Regions from separate parts of the Mus musculus genome. Here region 1 is linked to region 2. The links are chromatin contacts, called in public promoter capture Hi-C maps. All regions are on one chromosome and are shown on one strand. Each heading gives the region's core, a stretch centred on a gene start, on an enhancer-like site or on the middle of the called end of the contact. The rest is flanking DNA. Distances are from core to core; before and after follow the strand shown.

Evidence for each region. Promoter capture Hi-C pulls out the DNA fragments that hold promoters and counts their contacts.
Region 1: a promoter capture Hi-C map of liver shows a contact between it and region 2. The contact joins the enhancer-like site here to the promoter of Nrarp in region 2. A contact is called at or near these places in 14 of 39 promoter capture datasets (the 3T3-L1 cell line, 3T3-L1-derived adipocytes, the HPC-7 cell line and 11 more), 2 of 15 datasets of contacts at CTCF or cohesin (pro-B cells and stem cell-derived epiblast-like cells), 4 of 484 Hi-C or Micro-C datasets (the G1E-ER4 cell line, embryonic stem cells and trophoblast stem cells), 6 of 115 datasets of contacts at active chromatin or transcription factors (the SCID.adh cell line, craniofacial prominence, embryonic forebrain and 3 more) and 3 of 9 other capture datasets (adipose tissue, liver and pancreatic islet).

What each region holds. Positions count from the first base shown.
Region 1 is chr2:25,035,461-25,041,884 of GRCm38.p6, reverse strand. Pnpla7 (patatin-like phospholipase domain containing 7) reads right to left here. Exons shown (of 35, transcript NM_146251.4): 22 at 2,985-3,048; 23 at 2,114-2,282; 24 at 757-939. Among named protein-coding and RNA genes, the nearest start is that of Nsmf, 16 kb to the left of the region's middle. Within about 2 kb of position 1,619, at least 4 of the 459 cell types and tissues checked have an H3K27ac peak or open chromatin away from gene starts, as enhancers often do. A contact at or near this core is called in liver and pancreatic islet, where this site is marked.
Region 2 is chr2:25,177,426-25,184,875 of GRCm38.p6, reverse strand. It overlaps Nrarp (Notch-regulated ankyrin repeat protein), which reads right to left and starts at 4,118. Exons shown (of 1, transcript NM_025980.2): 1 at 1,537-4,118. The coding sequence starts at 3,765. The coding sequence ends at 3,421. It overlaps Gm52547 (a long non-coding RNA gene), which reads left to right. Exons shown (of 2, transcript XR_003953999.1): 2 at 1-502.

The sequences.
Region 1 (6,424 bases), core at 370-2,869, 140 kb after region 2:
CAGCTATTTGGTTTTTTTGTTTGTTTGTTTTTGTTTTTTTAACTCTGCATGTCTTGATTTGCCTCATATCCTATCCTTTCCAGAACACAGTCCTATGAGCACCCAAGTGCCCGGAAAGGTCCAAGCTTACCTGGTGGGTGCTGGCAGAGGACAAACAAACCTGGAGGGAGCTTATAGACTACCTAAGACCACAGAGCCCCCCAGGATGTCCCACCTGAGTCTCTCCACTGGCCCTCTATGTAGACAGTATTCTCAGGAGCAGAGATGCAGTTAACAGGATGCTGTCCATTGAGCTGTGAGGGTTGAATGAGCTATGGCATGTGGGCACCACCTAGTTTTCACACTGGGCCCGAAGAACTAAAGCTGACCCAAGGAAGAAGTGTCTCAGGATTGTGTCTGCTTCTGCCCTGAAGGGATAGTGTAGGGACCTGATCATGAGATCTCTCTGGGGCTTTGGCTAAATGTGAGGCTCTCAGCCTTGGACCCTGAACCTAAGTCAAGCACAGACTCCTGGCCTTCCCAGGTCTTGATGGCCTCTGTGCTTGTGCTCCCACCATGTTGTGCCTTTCTTCATCTGCAAGGTAGCACAAGAGTTAAGGTCACAGTCAGAGTTCAGAGGCAGAGGCAAGCCCAACCAGAACCCACAAGCCCTGATGCTGCATAAAGGGGGAGGAAGACAGTTTTAAATATATAGCTGAAGGCCAGAAATGATGTAGTCAGGGCCAAGTCCCACTGAGCCAGCCCACCAGGTCTTACCAGCTTGGGCAAGCTTCTCTTGGAGAAGACACGGCGTGGGCAGCAGAGGTGCAAATGGCCAGAACACCAACTTCGCATGTTGAGCCACTCCACTGTGCGGGAAGGCACTGGACCGTCCTCTTTGTGCAGCAAGATTAGCTGCTTCTGGGCACGCACAGCTGTGCTCTCCAACATCTGCTCCAGCTAGGGGAAGAGAAGGGCCTGGTCAGCAAGTTCAGGCAAGCCTGAGCACTGAGCACAATATATAGAACCAAGGACCATCACAGAGTTGTCCCCAAGATCTACACTCAACAATACCCTGATGACTGGCCCCAGAGAAGACAGTGTGTGATTGGTCTAGTTAGTAGCTAGGCTATAAAGACGGCCCATCTTGGGGTTACTAATACTCTGACCACATGGTCCACTCAACTGTAAATGCTGGGTGGCCAACATGACTGTGAGGGTGCTCGGAGTACGAGACAGGAGCATGTCCTGTATCTCAAATACTACTTCATGAATGTGTGCTACAACCTTTACAAATGACGCACACCTTTTGGGGAACTGCCCTTACAAAACAGCACAGCTTCTCTACAATGGGGGGTCACGCCAGAGGGGATGAACTTGGCTGCTCCCAGATTAGACAGGCAGAGGAGATGCCTGAAATGAGAGCTGAGCAGGTAGACCAGAGAGGAGACGAGAACACTAATCAAAATGAAGACTTATTGCTCCTCAGAGTTTTCATTTCTGGGAAGGACATGGGGCTTTTCAGCCATACCTGCAGCCATTCACAAAGGGAAACTGAAAACAAGCCGCTCAGCACTTGGCCGAATCTAATAAGAGCAAACAAACCCTCTGGGGTCAACAGCCTGAAAGCCTCTGAAGACAACTGGCACTGGATTCGGTGCTGTGAAGTAACCAGCAGAGGCTGCAAGCACAGATGGTGCAGTGCTCACAACGGAAAAACAACAGCCACCAAAATGGACCAAACCTGGGGTGGGGGGTGGAGGGTGTCTGTATCAAAATCCTACCTGCTGATGGAAAGGCAAATTTCATGCTGGGTGGAGGTGGCACACACCTCTGATCCCAGCGCTTGGGTGGCAGATGCAGAGGGATCTCTATGAGTTCAGAGGCCAGCCTGGTCTATATAGTGAGTTCCAGGACAGTCAGGGATACAGAGTGAAACCCTGTCCCAAAACACCCAAAAATAAATTTCAGAATGATATAAAATAGGCCTCTGTTTCTCTATAATCTCTAAGAGTGAATACTGCAAAGCGTCTAAAGAGTGGGTGGTAGATATGTGGGTCCTCTTCTGAGTAATATTTCAACCAAAGCAAAGATGGACATAGTTCAGGAGATGGAAGTCCCTCTGAGCACTCACCTCACCTACTGCTGGCTCTTGCTCACCCAAGCCCACGATGAGGATGCAGTCAGCCTGCCGGATGCAGCGCTGGGTCCACGGTGTGAGTGTGCCGTCTGCCTGATACAGCACAATCCGGTGGATGTCCTCCTGCTGGCCCAGCCAACTGGAGAGCCGGTACTCATGGATGCTGCAAGACACAGGGCAGCACCTCACCTTCTTAAAATAATTTTTAAATTTTATTTATGTATGAGTGCTCTGTCTGCATATATATCTGCAGGCCAGAAGGTGGAAACAGATCCCTTTATAGGTGTCATGAGCCACCATGTGGTTGCTGGGAACTGAACTCAGGACCTCTGATAGAGCAGACACCAGCCCCCAAATTTTTTTCTTTTCTTTTCTTTTTTTTTCTTTCTTTTTTTTTTTTTTTTTTTTTATTTAACAGTATCTCACTATATGGCACTGCTGGCCTGGAACTCACTCTGTAGGCTACACTAGCCTTGAATTTACAGAGATTGGTCTGCCTCTGCCTCCTGATTGCTGGCCTCTCACCTTCTTCATTAGCATCCCTCCCACAGAACAGCAAAGGAGGCTTGGAACTGGGCAGTTGAACAGAGGCTGTGGCCAGGTCTAGAGGTTGGTGGCTTAAGAGAAAGTGAGATGCAAAGCTGCCTATATGTTAAAGAGAGGCCTGTTGTCTCCTGGACCTCTAGTGGTACCCAAGGACATATACAGAATAGAGAATACAGCTGGACAAGGAACATGCTGTCATGTGCAGACACCAAGCACAGGGATAATGAGGCCCATCTTAGGACCATGCCAGGACAGCTAAGAAAGAAGTTCGAATTGGCTAAAATTCTCCATGTGAGACCACACGGGGGCAGGGGCGCACCTGTCTAGAGCAGCGGAACCCAGGCGTTGTTTGATGTTGTCACTGGTCAGCAGCAGGACAGGACCTGAAAACAACCACCTATTTCAGAAGTCTGTCCCAGCAGCCACCTCTTAGGAAAAGCAAGGGATCAGGGTTTACACCTTGTCCTGGGGCCAGCTCCTTGAGAGGGATTGCTGGCAACGGGATGAGCCACGCTTTTAGGCTGCCTCTCCAAATCTGGGTCTCCTGTGGACATATGAACCAAGTCCTTACAATCCTACCTGCAATCAGGTGTGTGGACACAGGGTGGTAGCACACACAGCATGCCACAGTAAAGCCTGAAATCCTGTAATTGCCCAAAGCCACATCTAAAGTGGCCTGGATCTAAATCTAGTCCATTCACAAGCAGGTGACAAGCTTTCACAACCATGCTTCTCAAATTAGCTAAGGAAGGGTCACCTGTGGCCCAGAAGCAATGCAGAGGGCAGAGCACTGGGCACCTCAGGAAACTGCCTCACATGGCCGTAGGTGGAAAAAGGCCTAGCCATGGGAAAGCCAAAAATAATACACAAGGGGACTTAAATCACTCTTAACAAGCCAATCATGATGACCCAGCCTCAAATCCCAGCACTTAGAAAGTAGAGGCAGGTGGATCTTTATAAATTCAAGGCTAGCCTGGTCTACATGCTTCCAGATCTGCTAGTCTAGAGCTACAGAGTTAGACATTGTCTTAAAAAAAAAAAAAAAACAACAGGCAGGGCGTGGTGGGTCACGCCTTTGATCCCAGCACTCGGGAGGCAGAGGCAGGCGAATTTCTGAGTTCGAGGCCAGCTTGGTCTACAAAGTGAGTTCCAGGACAGCCAGGGCTACACAGAAAACCCCTGTCTCAACCCCCACCCCCTGAAAACAAACAAACAAACAAACAACAACAACAACAACAACAAAATCATTCTAAACAAGCTCTTCTAAGAGTGTGCAATTAAGAGAGAATTTATAAGAGTCCACCCTTTCTCTAAACAGTGTCTCAAGCTGGCCTTGAACTCCTAAATTCAAGAAGTTGACCCAGCTCTGCCTTTTAGAAGCTGGGACTACAAGCAAACTCCACTGCATCTGGCAACAGTATCAAATTTTCATTAGCAGCTGTTCCTTGGAGGCATACAGAATAAGGGGATCTTTACAGTCGTGAAGACTACTAGGATGTAACTATCACAATTCCAAGTTAAACTGTACAAATGCAGCTAGGCATGGTGGCACCTGCTTGCAGAGGGAGGTGGACCTCTGGGAGTTCCAGGCCAGCCAGAGATACAACGTGAGACCCTGTGGTGGCACTTGTCTTTAATCCCAACACTGGGGAGGCAGAGGTAAGTGAATTCTGAGTTCCAGGACAGCCAGGGCTACACAGAGAAACCCTGTCTCGGGGATGAGGGGGAGTAGAAACTTTTTAAGCAGGCAAATCTGTCCCACTACAGAGGAAGAGCAGAGGACAGCAGGTCCATATGCACCTCGAGGCCACTGCTTCAACCTGGACAGTAGCAAGTAGCCACACATTTTTAATATCCATCCCTGTTAAGAGGCCATCCTGCGTAAGATAGATGAGATCTTGCAACACAAAACATGTAGGTGCGGGCTGGAGGGATGGCTCAGTGGTTAAGAGTAGCGGCTGCTCTTCCAGGGGTTCTGAGTTTAATTCCCAGCAACCACATGGTGGCTCATGATCATCTATACTGGGACCTGATGGATCTGGCGCCCATTTCTGGCATGCAAGTGTACATGCAGACAAAGCATTAATTCAATCAATCAATATTAAAAACAACACACACACATACAACAAACAAACAAAAACAAAAAACAAGACAGGGAACTAGCTGCTGGCCTAACCCCACTGGGTCTGCCGGCCCTCCAGGTGCTTCTGCTGTCTAAGTACCCCGCCTGACTCCACCTGCCTTCAGGGTATCTTTGCTGTCTAAGTTCCCCTGCTGCTCTTGGAAGCTCTATAAAAGAAGTGTAGAGCTCCCTAGTCTAGAGATCATAGTCTAGGCTCTCACAGCCAAAGCTTCCAGATCTTGCCATCAAGCCCATGGTGACCATGTCTCTGTCTGCCAAAGGCTCTGGTTCTGTGTAGGAAGGCAGGATGCTTCCTCCTACAGAGCACAAAGTAGGCAAGTCTAGGTGAGAGCAGCCTCTGGACTTATTGGAACCAGGTATTTCAAAAGTCAGGAGGCTCACCCATGCTACCGCTCTTCACTCTATGGAGTATAGCCTAAAGGCCGTCAGGTGCCATCCCACGTGCCTGCTGGCTGGGACAACACTGTCACCTGGCTGCCTGACAGCTTCTCTTCTAGATTCCTGGATCCAGGGAAACTAGAGGACAAAGGAACAACACCTTCCATGAAAAAAGAAAACGTCTGTTTTCATCTGTGGATTCTCCACAAGCGTAACGCCCTTGGAAATCGAAGGACCTACCAAAGGCAGTCACCAGACTCAGGGCAAAGGTGACACAATGTGGCTTCCCAAACGAGGGTCTGACTCAACTGACAGGACAGTTTCCCAGGTAGCCTTGGGCTTCCTAGCCACTTCTCCCTTTCTTACTTGTAGCTCTAAAGATCGCCCCAGGACGTGCTGATTCCCGAGATTTGGGGGGTGGGGGCTGGGGGGGGTCAAGAGAGCTGGGTTCAGCTCTCTTAGACACAGGATATTCTCCAACATCTTGACCTTGACCCAGCGGGTCCTATCTCATGAGGTATAATACCCAACCAAGGCAGGCTGCTTTCCAGGTTCCTGAGCAGCCTTCCTGAGCCCTAGAGACCAGCTGACACTGGACCAGTACCCCTGTTGTTCCTTGCCGCCCACTCCAATAAACTTGCTTTGGGTTTGCATAGCAGCTTTCTCCTTAGTGGGAAGCCAGTTAAGACACAGGATATTAGCTGGGTGTGGTGGTACACGCCTTTAATCTCAGCACTTGGGAAGCAGAGACGTGTGGATCTCTGTGAATTTAAGGCCAACCTGGTCTACAAAGACTCCAGGACTTGGTCAGCCAGGGTTATGTTACACAGAGGAAACCCTGTCTAGAAAAACCATTAAGAAACAAAAAAGACAGAATAGGGGGCTGGTGAGATGGCTCAGCGAGTAAGAGCACCCGACTGCTCTTCTGAAGGTCCTGAGTTCAAGTCCCAGAAACCACATGGTGGCTCACAACCATCCGTAAGATCTGACTCCCTCTTCTGGTGTGTCTGAAGACAGCTGCAGTGTACTTACATATAATAAGTAAATAAATATTTTTTAAAAAAGACAGAATATTTAAAAAATGATACAAGAAGTTACAAGGAGAGAGAAAGTTTGCATCTTGTAGGGAAGCTAGTTAAACTAAGGAAGTAAACAACTCATACACTAACCAGACTCACTAGGTTCTTCCCTTCCCAAGTGCACACATGCAGCAAGGACTGCTGAGAGATTCGCATGGC
Region 2 (7,450 bases), core at 2,869-5,368:
GGGAGCAGAGACTTCTGTCTGTTCCCACTGCACAAGTGTGCTCTGTCATGGGAGCCATGCCATAGAAGTAGAGCACTCTTCCTGGAAAACTTGGGTCCTGAACACGCTGCCCACAGTACCCTTTAAGGCAAGATGGCTGGCTCTGTGCACTCGGTGGGACTGACTAACTGGCATTCGCGCCATAGTTCTGAGCCCACCAAAGGGAAGGACTATGGTGATGTAAGCGTTCAGCATGTGTCTACGTACCTGCCTCCTAGAGTACTGCATTGTGAAGAGGCTTGTGCGTTCACAACAGCCCAGACAGCATGGGTTCCTCTACAGCTCCTTCCTCAGCCATCTTTTTTTGTGTTTTTGTTTGTCTGAGACAGGGTTTCTCTGTGTAGCTCTGGCTGTCCTGGAACTCACTGTGTAGACCAGGCTGGCCTCGAACTCAGAGATCTGCCTGCCTCTGCTTCCTCAGTGCTTGGATTAAAGGTCTATGCCACCACACAGGTTTGCCATCTCTTCTTAGCTTCATTTCATTCATGGCACTGTGTGTCTGTTGGCTCCCTCCAAAGAGAACTTTGGGGAGTTGCAGGATTGTAGTTAGCAAATGTATACCTGGAAGCCCTCGAGCCTCTCTTAGGTGGGGGAATTTTAAAGGTGCTGTAAAGGCTTGATGAGCGTTCCCCTCCTCACACTCCAGGTTAGTACTGGACAGTCTAGGGAGAGGGTGGGGACTAAAAACACTCAACTGGCCACATCCTTCTAGCTGTGGGCTACAATTCCTGGTAGACACAATTCCTGGGGTGCGACTTCCTGAGGAAGGTCCCATCTCTCTGCAGAGTATCACATCATAGTCTGCTCAGAAGTTTAATAACCTTACTGTTGCTGAGGAGAAAATGTTAAAGTAGGAGCCCGAAGGGTGTGTGTGTGTGGGACTGATGGCTGCTTGGAGTTTGTATCAGGAGAACAGCCACTTATACCATGGCTCCATTGGATCTCCTCTGCTGGTTGCTGCTATTCTGGTCCCATCAGGCACCTCCTCCCCTGAATCCCATGCAGGACCCAGGAATGGGCTGTCGATGGTCCTCCAGTGCATTTTCTCAAATCACAGGCATGAGAACCCTGGATCTAATTCAGATCTGCTTTTTGGTGAATTTGGCCCTAGAAGCCCAAATCTCTAGAGGTGTTTTGCTTGTCCAGGAGCAACAGGAATGTTCCCCCAAATCTAAAGAGACCCTCATCTGTGCAGAAGTTCCTCCAGGGTTTCAACTTTCAGGCTGGGTAGGAAGCATGATGAGCTATAAGCAGATCTCTCTGGGGAGGTCTCAGCCACTCTGCCAGGAAGTAGCTGAGACACGAACTACTAAGGTGGCATCTGGGTTCCTGTGGTTGACTTGGACTTGACAGCTGAGCTAGACTGAGTTCACATTTTACCCAGCTTGGTCTTGTCAATAGATTCACAACCCAAGCAGCCATCATTCATTAGCTGAAGGTAGGACGCCATGGCCCTTAGAGGGGGACCCAGGACTTGTGCCAAAATTAAAACCAGTATTTTTTTTTAATATAAAAAGACCAATGAAAAATTTATTTATAAATTTTTCACGATGGGCTACAAGTCTATATCGTACGCTTAGGAGTGTGCCACAGACTTCATACAGATAGAAGAGACCAACCAGGACCCATCTGAAGCTTCAACATAGGCCCAGTACGTTTTAACATTAATTAACATAATTAAAAAGGCATTTGCGTGTAGAAAAACCATACAGAACTCCTTTTGAAGTAATCTGTGCTTGTCTCAGTGTCTGCCATTCTCATGACATTATCACTATTCCTCCCACACTGGTTCATAAAAGCGCAGAAGACCGAAGAATATGGCCAGGCGGCACAAAGGGCTCCACCCACCTGTGTCCTCAAGTGCTCCCCATTTTTGCACGCAGGGTCAGCAGCACTTCTACGAAGGGGAAACCTCATTTAAATTTGAATAATTCAGCCTCCCTTTTATTTCCCAGGATCAAAACAAGAAGGGGAATGGAGATGCATAGAAAATTGGAACCACAGAAACCAGGAAGTCTCCTTTCTGGGACAGCCAGTGACGCTCCAGCACCTCCTCCAGCCCTGGTCCTTGGCACAGCCCCTCCCTCATGGCTGGATCCTCAGATCATAATAGGGCCTTGGAGCAGGGTTTGAGGGTGGGGATGGGGATTGGGGAAGGCAGAAAGAGCACAGCAGCCCTTCCACTCATTCAGCAATAGTATGAGAGATTCACAGTCTTTATAGGAATTTTATAAAAATATAAATATGGGTACACAACAGCCTTCACAACGCTGGATACAACGCCCTTTAAAATTGGGTTCATAACCAAGATTCAAAAAAATACACCTAAAACTTGGCTTAAAATATGTTAATATTTTATATTCTGTCATAAATGTTATGACATTTAATCGTGGCAAATTCATTTACTTTTTTAAAAAAGTGTGCAACCGACTATTAACTATAATAGAAGTCACTAGGAAGGGTACCATGCTCTCAGAATCCCCACGTCCCAGCCACGCGGGCTTCAAGAGCCCTTTGGAACTTTGCTAAACCAGCCTGTGTGGGGAATGGTGGCCTCTCACGGGAGGGGAAAGGGAGACAGATCCTAGGCTCTCTAAACTCAGAATCCAGGGAGAGGAAAAGAGGAATGAGGTGTGGAAGATTAGGGACTCGGTGGGGGAGGGGCTAGCAATGGGAAAACCATAGGGCTAGGCGGTATTTTCAGTGCAACCAAAAAATGGTAGACTCAAGTTTTTAGTTTTAAAGGAAAAAAAATGCATCTTTCTCCCATAACCACGCACAATATTTCCAAACAAAAAACTCAGGCGCACAAACTTCACCCACAAATATACACACACGTGATAAATAGTTGAGGACATCAGGAACCCGGAGCGTCCCCTTCCCTTCCTAAGTGCGAGGGCGCGCAGATGGTGGAGCCCGGTAATGGTTGTTTGGCGGCTGCCAGCGGCGGGCGCCGCACTGTGAGCGGCCGGGTCTCACGAGCGGCGGCTGGAGCGCGAGTCCGCCCGCGCCTTTCACCTTCCGGAGAAAACATTTCAAGCGGAGGATCCGGTATCTCGGGATTCCGAAGTCTCCCGGTGTGAGACTCAAATTTCAAAACGGACTGGAGCCTGCGCCCCGCCCCCACCCTCTAGGCGGTCGGGGCCGTGGGAAGGCTCTGGGGCCCCGCGGGGCTCAGAGGACTGCCAAGGGGAGGCGCTCTTTTGCGGAGAGCCGAACCCTGGGGTCCACGGATGCGCTACTTTGGTCGTGGCCGCGGACGTAGAGACTTAGCCCGATTTCCACGCGGACCAGCAAACCTGGCGCACACCGAGGTAGTTGGCGGGAAGGTACAGCAGAGACGACGCGGGTGGGGGCCAGGGGCCGGAGTCCGGGTGGCTATCACCGGCCGCTGGCCGCGTACTTGGCCTTGGTGATGAGATAGAGCACGATGTCCTGGTGGCCCCCGAAAGCGGCGATGTGTAGCGCGCTCCAGCCGTCGCGGTTAGCTAGGCGGATGTCGGCTCCGAACTTGACCAACAGCTTCACCAGCTCCAGGTTGCCGTCGATGACTGACTGGTGTAGTGCTGTCTGGCCCTCCGGCCCGAACGAGTTCACGTTGAATTCGCAGTTAGTCATGTTCTGCAGCAGCGACTGCAGCTCCTGCGTGTTGCCCTTGCGCACCGCTTCCTGGAAGATGCGCTGCGTCTGTGGCGCCGAGCAGGTGGACAGCTCGGCTTGGCTCATGTTGCCGCAGAGCTAGGGCTGCGAGCCGCGCCCCGGCTTAGCGCGGGCGGCGGCTGCAGTGCGGGCCCCGGGCTGTCTCGGGGCGTGTCTCGAGGTACGCCTCGGCGCATGGAGGGCGCTGCGCCCTCGGGCCCCGCACGCCGCCCCTGCGCACTCCGGGCGTTCGGGGCCGAGGGCCGCTGGCGCGGGACCCCTGCTGCATCCAGCCGCGCCCAAGCGGGCGGGCGACAGGGCTGGGTGCTGGTTCGCAGAACCTGGGGCAGCCGGAGGCCGCGACACTCGCAGTCGTGGTCCCTTCGAGGTTAGGCTTCGCTCCAGCTGAACTCCACCCGCGTCCCTTTGCAAAATAGTTCTAATTCGCCCGCCGCTTCTCGCCGTCTTTTACGGTTCTTATATTTGCATAACAATAGACGCTCTTGACGCGCACACCAGGGCTCTTTCGATTGGGTGGTGCCCACGTGGGGGCGGGGCGGAGGCGGGGTCGTGCTGCAGCTCCCTCCAGGATAGAGGGCGCTGGTCTGACCAGCACTAGTCTGGTCTGGCCAGGGTGGTCAGAAGGCCTCGGGGGTTTTCCAGCACCACTGCGGGATCCTGGGTCTGGTTGCTCCGGTGTATAAGCTCCTTCGGCAGTTTTCTTCTTCCTTCATAGATGTCGGGAGTTGCGAGTTCCTTGCGCAGCCACTCCCAGGCCTGGACCTGGCGTTCACAGGTGGCAATTTCACGAACTGCTCGGTTGTATAGTCCTCCATCACTCTGGTCCTTTCTACTCAAGTGTAATTTACGGGGAAGCTTGAGCAGCAATTGCATTTGGCTCCTCCATACTGATGGAGGGAGCTCCATGCCCCTAAGCTACCCACAGTGTAGGTAGGGGTTCCTTTGGCAGGCTGGCACAGGCTCGCTCGCTCGCTCGCTCCCCCCTCTGTCTCTGTCTCTCTCTGTCTATCTCTCTCTCTCTGCCTCTCTCTCTGTCTCTCTCTCTTTCTCGGTGGCCAGTCTGTCACTACTCCTCCTTATGTGTTTCCTTTACTTAGTGTCAGCATATAAGACACAGGGCTGGCTCGTGAGACCAACAGCACTGCCCTTTGAGGGAGTTCTGAAATGACTCATTTCCAAGCCATAAGCCCCACGTTTTATTGACCACCCTTAACAACTGACCGTGAGTGAGGCAGGAGGTGCTGGCGCTGGCTGGGAAGGCAAGGCTCCACATTTCCTCATTATGTTTTACGGCTTATAGCTTCGCTGTGGTTGCTGGAAATTAAGGAGGAATGATCTTAAGACTTGCAGAGCAGGAGGCAGGGCACGTCAGGGCTTGATTTCTTCTGAAGCTAACTGGGAATTCCAAGCAGGCAACTGTAAGCCTCAGCTGGGCAGCCCACCCAGCCAGGCTCCATCTGGGGACGCTCCTTTGGTGGATGTTCCTGCCCCAGACTCAGAACTGTATCATATTCACCGGGGCATGTCCCCAACCTTACTATGTTCACGGGGAGGGACCATAGCTAAATTGAATGGAGAAAGTAGGCAACCCCCCCCCCACCACCACTGTGACCACCAGATGTCCGCCCGTCGGGCCAACTTGTTTAAGGGTCACACTCCTTTTCTGCTAACCTGAGAACCTGAATCTCATGTGTATTCAGCTTGGAAAGCTCTCTAGTCTTCTTGGGATCCTTGGTCTATTGGGTTCTGCCTATTTGGTCCCCTAGCCACACCTTATACCTCATTGTTCAGAGAGTTTTTTTTTTTTTTTTTTCGAGACAGGGTTGCTCTGTATAGCCCTGGCTTTCCTGGAACTCACTCTGTAGACCAGGCTGGCCTCGAACTCAGAAGTCCGCCTGCCTCTGCCTCCCAAGTGCTGGGATTAAAGGCGTGCGCTACCACTGCTTGGCTACTGTTCCAAGATCTTGAGAGGAACCCTTATGGTTCTCTCCACCGTGCAGGTAGACTGAGGTGCAGTTGGGGGTTCTGACTGATGCCCCAATGCAGGCTGTGTCACAGAACACTAACCCAAAACAAAGTGGGCAGGGAGAAACGGGAGTTCTGGGAGCATAAGAGGACAGGATCTGATTCCTGGCTGGCCCATGGTTTCATGCGTTTGCATAGGGCTTGGAAGCTTTAGACAGGCAGGAATCAGAGACCACACCTGGGGGTGAGCAGAGCCTTACTTTCATCAAGCCCAGTGATGTTCCTTGAAGGTGAATGGGTCCCCGGATAGGCCCCTACCTAGGTGGGCTCCAGCCTGGCCTGAGGAAGGGCATCTGAGATGCTTGCCCAGAACAGAGCCTGGGAGAAAAGTCCTGTTGACATCCGCAGCAGGCGGCAGACAAAGGGGCCCTGTGTGAGCTCAGTGTGGGAACGCCAGGCCCCCACCACAGGGGCTGTGAGAGCTGGAAGGCTCAGCTAGTTCTTGCAGAATAGCATGGCTGGTGTGGCAGTCCTATCGTGGTAAAAGCTTATCCTGAGGACATTTTGCCCTGTGTCAGGCTCAAAGGACAGACAGATGTGCCTGGCTTGCCACCACCACTGTGCAGCTGAGACGGAGCTGGATGGCCAGCTACCCACAGAACTTCTTAGGTGATGGTTACAGGATTCCCGGCTGGCTCGTGCTCCTTCACCACAGCTATGCTCTGGCCCACACCCATGCCTTCCTGTCTCAGATAAGGAGGGGCTTGGGGAAGGCTGTGGGGCATTTGGTTCCTAGTAAGCACCACCCAAGTGTTTGCTGGAGGACACTTCCAAAAGGTGGACATTTGTTCCCCGCTTTCAAAGAGAGGGAGGGAAGGGGGCTCCCAGAGAGTCTCAGGGGACCTAGTATTAAGCTCCGGTGTTTGTGATGCTTGCTTGAGATCTAGGAGACCCCCTTCTGGCTGTGATGCTGGACTCTGACCTTTATTCCCTGCCTGATCCAAAGAATGCTGGTCCAGGAGCATCCTGACCACCATCTGCTCATTCCTAGAAGGAGACAGTGGGAAGGGCATCCTCCTCCCTCCAGATGCCCAGCTCCCGTTCTTGCTTAGGTGGGTGCTTAGGAGCCAGCAGCTCTGAAAGCAATGCTGTGAAGGGGTGGCATGTAGAGTGCTCTGGAATCTGCAGGGGAAATCTGGGTGGGGTAGTCCAGGCAATCTGAGAGGCCATAGGAGGACAGCACAGACAGGGCAGCTGGCCAAAGCTGGGCCAGGCCTGCAGCCACCTTAAAGGCGCTGAGCAGGGGAGGGAGGCCAGTGGGCAGTGGGGGGCGGGGCTTCCAGCTAATTCATTAAAATGTGTTGGGGAGCGTGGGAAAGAGGAGAGTGTTTCTTCCCAGCAGCCCAGACACCTGGTAGAAGAGAGGATAGGAATCAAATAACAAACACTGAGCTCCAGCCAGCCGGCAGAGCAGAGGAAGGAGGCCGCAGGAACTGCAGCAGACGATCACTGTGACCAGGCTCCTGCCCATGCCACTCAGCATGGCAGGCCAACACTGGATGGACACCAGAGCCGCTGTGTCCATACCCACTCCTCAAGGCAACCTCTCTGTGGCAGCTGAGAAAGGCATATTGCAGCTAGTCTCCTAGGTTTGGTGCTTGCTTCCAATGCCTGAACCTGAATGGGGCAAACAGCCTCCAACCCCTTGAAATGGCAAAAGTGGAAATGCTTCATCGGGCGTGAGTGAGCCCTGTGCTGGGCAGCAAAGAAGAGGCAAGGGCAAGGG